Linked DNA regions of Mus musculus: region 1 is linked to region 2. A link is a contact called in public promoter capture Hi-C data. All regions are on one chromosome and are shown on one strand. Each heading gives the region's core, a stretch centred on a gene start, on an enhancer-like site or on the middle of the called end of the contact. The rest is flanking DNA. Distances are from core to core; before and after follow the strand shown. Region 1 holds the start of Ranbp3l (RAN binding protein 3-like). Region 2 overlaps Gm31340 (a long non-coding RNA gene).

Evidence for each region. Promoter capture Hi-C pulls out the DNA fragments that hold promoters and counts their contacts.
Region 1: a contact with region 2 is called in a promoter capture Hi-C map of neural stem cells. The contact joins the promoter of Ranbp3l here to the enhancer-like site in region 2. A contact is called at or near these places in 5 of 39 promoter capture datasets (embryonic stem cells, hematopoietic stem and progenitor cells, neural stem cells and 2 more).

What each region holds. Positions count from the first base shown.
Region 1 is chr15:8,966,245-8,969,630 of GRCm38.p6, reverse strand. Ranbp3l (RAN binding protein 3-like) reads right to left here and starts at 1,682. Exons shown (of 14, transcript NM_198024.2): 1 at 1,115-1,682. The coding sequence starts at 1,205.
Region 2 is chr15:8,779,425-8,782,748 of GRCm38.p6, reverse strand. All of the region lies in intron 2 of Gm31340 (a long non-coding RNA gene), which reads right to left. Among named protein-coding and RNA genes, the nearest start is that of Gm31340, 70 kb to the right of the region's middle. Within about 2 kb of position 1,363, at least 39 of the 459 cell types and tissues checked have an H3K27ac peak or open chromatin away from gene starts, as enhancers often do. A contact at or near this core is called in neural stem cells, where this site is marked.

The sequences.
Region 1 (3,386 bases), core at 433-2,932, 190 kb before region 2:
TGCACATTTTAAGTAAAAGAGAGCAGCAAAGAAACACCTAGACAAAACCGAAGATTTCCTAGTAACACGTGAGCCACGTGGACAGTGCCACGTCTAAGGCTATTGGCTCAAAACTCCCTCTTTTAACCAGCGTGCTCTGAAAGGCTTATACTGTACTCCTTACACAGGAATCATCTCCTGTCCCTGCTCTGCTAAGCCCCGTGTGGCATGAGGTCACTCAGCTCAGCTCCGGAATCTTGCAGGGAGGTGGCTTGAGACATTCACCAAATGTTAGCACCCCTACGCTACCTTGAATGTGGGAGGTTTCCATCCATTAGCAGCTACCCACCAGGAGAGTGAAATCCAAAGCCAAGTATACACAGAAATAAATGAGGCTCTTATGCACTGTATATCCTAGATCCATGACAGGCTGCAAGGAGTTAGATGCGTTTGGAAAGTTCTTAGCCTGGGGGAGGGGCAGGGTGATGCTGGTGTCATCAGCTCACAGCCTTTCCCACTAGTGTCTTCTGTTGTCCTTATCAAGGGGATAGAGTAGTAGTTGGTCTATTTGTATCAATCGTCTGGCTGAGTAGTCAATCTGAAATGCTTTTAAAGATTATTCATGGAAAGCCTGGTGAGGTGTGGCGTTTAGGTGTCCATCAAGTCAAATGCCACACTGTCTGTTCCAGATCTCTTTGGACTCTAAAATGAGTGCCAAAATATGCATTTTCCACAACTGAATGAGTCAGAGGTCTTCACAAAGTTAGATGTAAGCAAAGCCCCTACTAGTAGTAGGACATGAGGTTAGCGCCAGGCTAACAAAGCTGCTCTTGGCTAAATTTCCTCAATAGCCCAGTCAGCCTTGCCCCATGGGTGTTTTCAATTATACACACCCTAGCACACTCTACACAACTGGCAGTGTCTAGTTTGAGTACCTGTTTCCAAGGAATATGTATTCTCAAAAGTCTTTCAAGAAATGATAATCCTTTAAATCAACAGCGAGGCCACGGGAACCTACTGTCCAGCCTATTATTCTTCCTCTCAGAGGGTGCAAGCTCTTCACCAGCCCACCCTTCCCCAGACATACAAAAGGTCAGAAAGTCACAGAGCGCAGGACTTTGCTCTCTAGACCCACCTTGCTGTTGCCGATCCTCCTGCACCTGCAGCTGACGCGTGCACGAACTGGTGAACAGGTGGCTGTCGTCTTTCCTTTGTGTTGTAGACATGGTACCAACGATCTGGCTGTGACTCGGGGACCACTAGCGCAGTTTGTCTTAGCCAGACATCAAAAACTGTCTTCAGAAGTTACTTGGAAAGAACACAGAGGCACGCGCAGATCTCGCCTCGCATGTAAAACATTTACTCCTCGAAAAGCATGCCAGGGTTTCTACTGGTCAAGAATTCTGCAGTAAATATTTACCAGTATCGCACCTCCTGCCTACAAAGATGCCAGCTTATTTGGCTGGAAACACGACTTAACTCTTAGTTTATTTTAAAGCGCCCTGGACCTTTCCCCTTTTAGAATGTTCAAAAAGAAACGACGTCTCTCGGTGAAACTAGCTCTCTCGTTCAATTTTAGCCGTTTTCAGTTCCTTCTCTGCTGTAAAGTCCAGTCCCTCTAGTGTAGAGAGGACTGCTAGAGAAACAAGCAAAGGGGGAAAGCGCTGCAGGATTAAATCTGCCTGGTTGGAGTTCGCCCCTGTGACAGTTGGATGTGTACAGTTCTTAAGGGAGGCTGGAGGGGAGGAGACTGGGCTAGCTGATTAGCATAGAGAGGCAGGCAAGAAATAGCATTCTTATTGTTTTAACGGAGTGACCAAAGCAGGGATGGTAAAGATGTCCGGACAGCACAGCAATTAACCACCTTGCTTCTGCTGCGTTGTCATTAAAGCCCAAGCCCAAAGCAGGGCTTGGGCAGTGCAGTTATTCTCAGGCACAAGCGAAATGGAAAAGATCCAGCTGGATCTGGTCAGGAGCGCATGGAAATGTACTGCTGGGACTCTCGGACTCTGTAAACAGCTCCGAGGCTCCAGGAGAGGAGCACAAAACACTACCCGGAAACATTAGCTTTGCTTCCCAGCACAGTCTCGACCACTGCTGCCTCTGGGTTGTAAGACAAGGCAGCTTGTGAGGTTTCTTGTGCTTGCCGGTCCATCACTGTTGGAAAGCAAACCCTAAACTCCTTAGACTCAGTGAAGTCATAATGAATATCATAGGTCCTGCCTTGCAGCGTGACTCTGAGCGAGACGCTCTGCTTGAATTTGGAAACTGATATAAAACACCCTAATAAGGTTGCCTCCTTATGATATCTAGAAGGCAGGGAGATGTGTCTCTTCTTGTTTTCTTCTTTCATCCTAAGGCAATTGACAATTTCCCAAGCATATTTTCATTTCTGAAAACACATGAAATGCATATATCACTTCACCTTTGTAATTCTTGTGACTAATTCAAATGAATTTTTTGTATTATATTTTGGGTTTTATTTGATAAAGCTGGCATAAAGATGTAGACTTGAAGAAGTGGATTCCTGGGCACAATCTGAGATATAAAGTTAAGTATGAAATCTACACTCTCACACCCATATGTTTGTGTGTGCATACCCAGGCATACACTCACACCTGAGACAATGCACACAGTCACACATGTATCCAAACCCAAATGTGTGTGCACAAACGCACACACATGCACACCCACGCACATGTGTTTCTTAATTCTCTGTTCCAGACAAAGGAGCAAAGCCTTTGTACACAAAGCTGGTGTTTGCCTTCATTGATGGACTCCAGCTTTTCTGTAGGTCTGTCACAAGTGCTACCATGTTAGAGACTAGGGCTGATGCTTGGGGACCCTTAGGGTTCTGCTTGGGGTTACACTATGGAGTCCTCGGCAGTGGCTGTATAATTTGCAGCAGGGATGCACCTGAGTTAATGCCCTGAGCTTTGAGTTACACTTATAACTGCTTTTTTAGGGTTAAGCGTTGTAGGCTCCAGTGGAGTGAATCCAGCCTGGCCGAGTCTTCCTTGTGACAGGACAGAATAAAGCATACCGAGGATGCAGAACAGGCATTTCCTCCACAGGCACTGCTCTTCCTCACCTTTTAGAAACAGCCACCAAGTGACTTCATACCAGCCATGCTTTGCTGTACATTTTGCTTATGAGCAAAAGCAAGACATTGGAATGGCAAAATTGCCCATGCATGTTGTAGTGGCTATTCCTGGTTGTCAACCTGACTATATTTGGAATGAACTACAATCCAGAATTGGAAGGCTCACCAGTGACCCTTATCTGGAGGCTTGGAGATAGAAGTTTCTGATCTGGATCTTGGTAAGATTAAATCTCCGAGTTCATGGTCATCTGGGATTAAAGGTGTGGTGGAACACACCTTTAATCTGGGCTACACCTTCTGCTTG
Region 2 (3,324 bases), core at 114-2,613:
GGCTTGAAAAAGTCAGTAATACTGACGGCCCTCTTTATTCAGGAAAACTGGAGATGTAATGGAGAAGACTGAGATCACTATTATAGGAACATAAAGACATCTGCATCTCCAGATCTCCAGATAGTAAAACAATAGTAAGGGTGTGCTATGTGCAACGCTACAGCAATGATTTCAGCGGCTTCAACTAAGCGGGCCACTTTTTTGAAAGCAAGAAACCCATAAAGCTCATTGGAAGAGACCAGAGCAGAGAAAGAGTATGTACTATAAGAGTCTACTTAGATAAGCCTCTAGAAAATGAAGACTAACATGAAGAGAAGCTGATATACATTGCCTGGAGATTTTGGGGGCGCATAGGCTGGGTCAGGAAAGGGGGACAGGGTTGACTGCAAAGGAGCCCGAGAGAAATTCGTGGAGGAAGTGATGAATGCGTTCATTAGGCCGTGATGATGTCACCACAATCAAGTAGTGAATACAGACGTCAAAGCACATTAAACCGCAGGCTTTCAAAACGTGCAGTTTATTTTGAATGTCAATTAGGCCTCAACCAGAACGTGAGGTTTCCTTTCTAATTCGGAGGGTTTTTCTGTAAACTGTGACTCTGTGTTTAAAGTTTGAAGCTGAAGAACGATCCAGCTTGGTTAGAAAAAAAAAAAAAAAAAAAGCCCTCACCCCAAACAATGCGTACCCTGTCATATGCATCTAGGAGGCCTTTCTTTTCCAAGAGAAAATGTGGGGTTTGGACAAAGACGGAGCACTGAGTTAGGGAGCAAAGCATGGCTGGAACTTAGCCGGAGCCACCAAAAGTGCCAACCTCACGGAGCAACAGCTCCTTTGCCCACTGTCTCCCCGAGCAATACACAGGCCAAAGAGCTGGGAGTCCATTTTCTTTGCTTCTGGTCTGAGGCATGAGGACTGACTCCGTCCAACTTGCCAGCTACCCTGCCTTCAGGCCACACGCTCAGCAAGTTGTAGTCCAAGTTACTGTATGCTGAGCCTTTAAGAGCATTGTTCGGGCCCTTACTACGGGCAAGTCAAAGACCTGGGTTTCTCGGCCGTGGACTCAATGACGAATCCATTTGGGTGTCTGAAGCTGGCAGTGTTTGGTCCGTGAAGGCAATTGAGATGTTCTAACTCTCTTGCGACCCAGCGATTTTTACTCCCCACGAATTTCCCTCCAACCGAAACTTGGCTCCAGTGTCCTGCAAACCAGACCCCGGGGTGGTTACAAAACAAGAACCAAAGGTCTGGTAGTGTAAGAGCGTTATAGTTCCTCTGGGAGTCCTGCCTCCTGCCTCCACCACCCTCCATCCGCCAGTGAACAGTCGGCCTTTCCTCTCACTGTGGGGAATGCCACCGCTCTCTCAGAAATGCCACCACGGTTGCCCTTGGCAATCCTTTCTTGTGCAATGTCCTTTCTCAGGAAGATGAATACAAGCTGTGCAGAACTGAATGTCGATCCCACCCTCGGCAACCAGCAGTCTCATTAAGCAAAGACTAAAGGACCCCGGGGAGAAATACATTTGACTGACTCTGGAGTTCAGGGAAGAACCATGAAAGGGGGAGAGATTTCTTCACAAGTGGGGGCGACTTTCAGGCAATCCTCCTTACCCCAAAGCCCAATGTGCTCACTTCCTGGTAGGAAGGCCATTTTAAATTCTGTCTCTGTGTTGATTTCATCAACGGGACCCAGGAGTAGAAAGAAAAAGGTAGAGGTCTTTGTGTCTCTCTTTAAACATGAGTCTGCCAAGGGCGTCCTGGGTTTTTCTTGACCAGGGCTTTTGCTTGCCTTGACCTTGCCTCTGATTCATAGTGGACCCTCACGTAAGTCGGTGTCTCCCACAGACTCATTTTCTCCATGTGCTGAGGGAATCTAGACTCTGGGTTTTAATCCTGCAGTTTCTATACTGACAGGTTTAGTTAAGGCTATCTTCTGAAGGATGCCTGGAATTCTGGGCTCTCAATAAATCAGTCAGAATCCGGCAGAAATAATGGTTGTCCACAAAGGACAGCCACCCCATTTCAATTTATGTTTACGTGACCTCCTGTAGCACGCTTTGGACAGTCTGGTCAAAGAAGCACTTCGTGCTACAGGGAGGCCCAAGTGCAAAGGCATCAGAGATGATTAAGTAAGGTTAATTCAGAAACAATTGAATAAGGCAAAGTCTTGTTGGCCACGCTCCAAGAAAACTCTTTTCCCTGTACAATGATCAGGCTGCCTTTGAAGTTTCAGAGTCTTAGCAGAAAAAAAAAATGCAATTTTTAATGTTTCACACAGCATTCAGTATTTTGCCCTGAATAGATTATTGTAGCATTTATCATGGCCCAAATTTATCTGGTATTAATTATTTGTAATAACAGAAGCCAAATAGCATAAAGCAAGACATCACTTATCCAGTGTCAAGGAGAGGAAGTCGATCAGTCAGCATTCCTAGCTGCACTGGTAGGACCAACTCTAGCTTGATTGGAATTGAGAGAGAATGACTTTCTTCCGTGTGCATTAGGTGTGGCTGTGCTCACCCAGGCATGCATGTGTGGAGGTCAGAGGTCAACGTCAGATGTCTTCTTCACTACCCTCCATCTTGGTTTGTTTGTTTGTTTGTTTGTTTGTTTGTTTTTTGACATAGAGTACCCATTGAACCTAGAGCTGTCTGTTGAGACTAAACTGGCTGGCCAGTGAACCCGCAGAATCCTATTCTGCCAGAATTGGGGTTGCAGATATAGCTACAGCCGGCTTTCGAGTTGTGGAAGTCAGAATGCAGCTTGCCTTAATTGCAAAACAAAACCTTTTATCCACAGAGTCACCCTCCAGACCCATGTAGTGCCCTTCATTAAGGATACCACTCTGGACCAGGGAATTTTGTTCCCCTTTAACCTCATGACCTCAGACATCATCCAAGGTATACCACCAGATATGTCTCCTGTTAACTAAGTCCTATCTCCTTGGACACTATTTAGTGAGATGAAGGATGGAGAAAGACTACAACTTGGAATCTGCAGGGGAGACAGGAAGCTTCTGTAGGAGATGAATGATTGCATCTTGCCCTGGTAGCCCACCTCGATCTCACCTTCTGTTTGCCCATGGCTTTCTCCAAGTTCATGTCTCAAAGGGCATCATTCCACCTTTTTGGAAGTCTTCTTGGCACTGTTTTTCTTCTCTATAGCTAATCTCCCACACAGACAATTCATCTTAAATAATCACATACTTAAAATTCTTCAGAATATTCCAAGCATGTTTAAAATAAGACCCAAGTTCATTATCATAGACAACAAGACTTTATGTCATAGGACAGTGATTCTCAACCTCCCTAAGGCCCTGATCCTTTA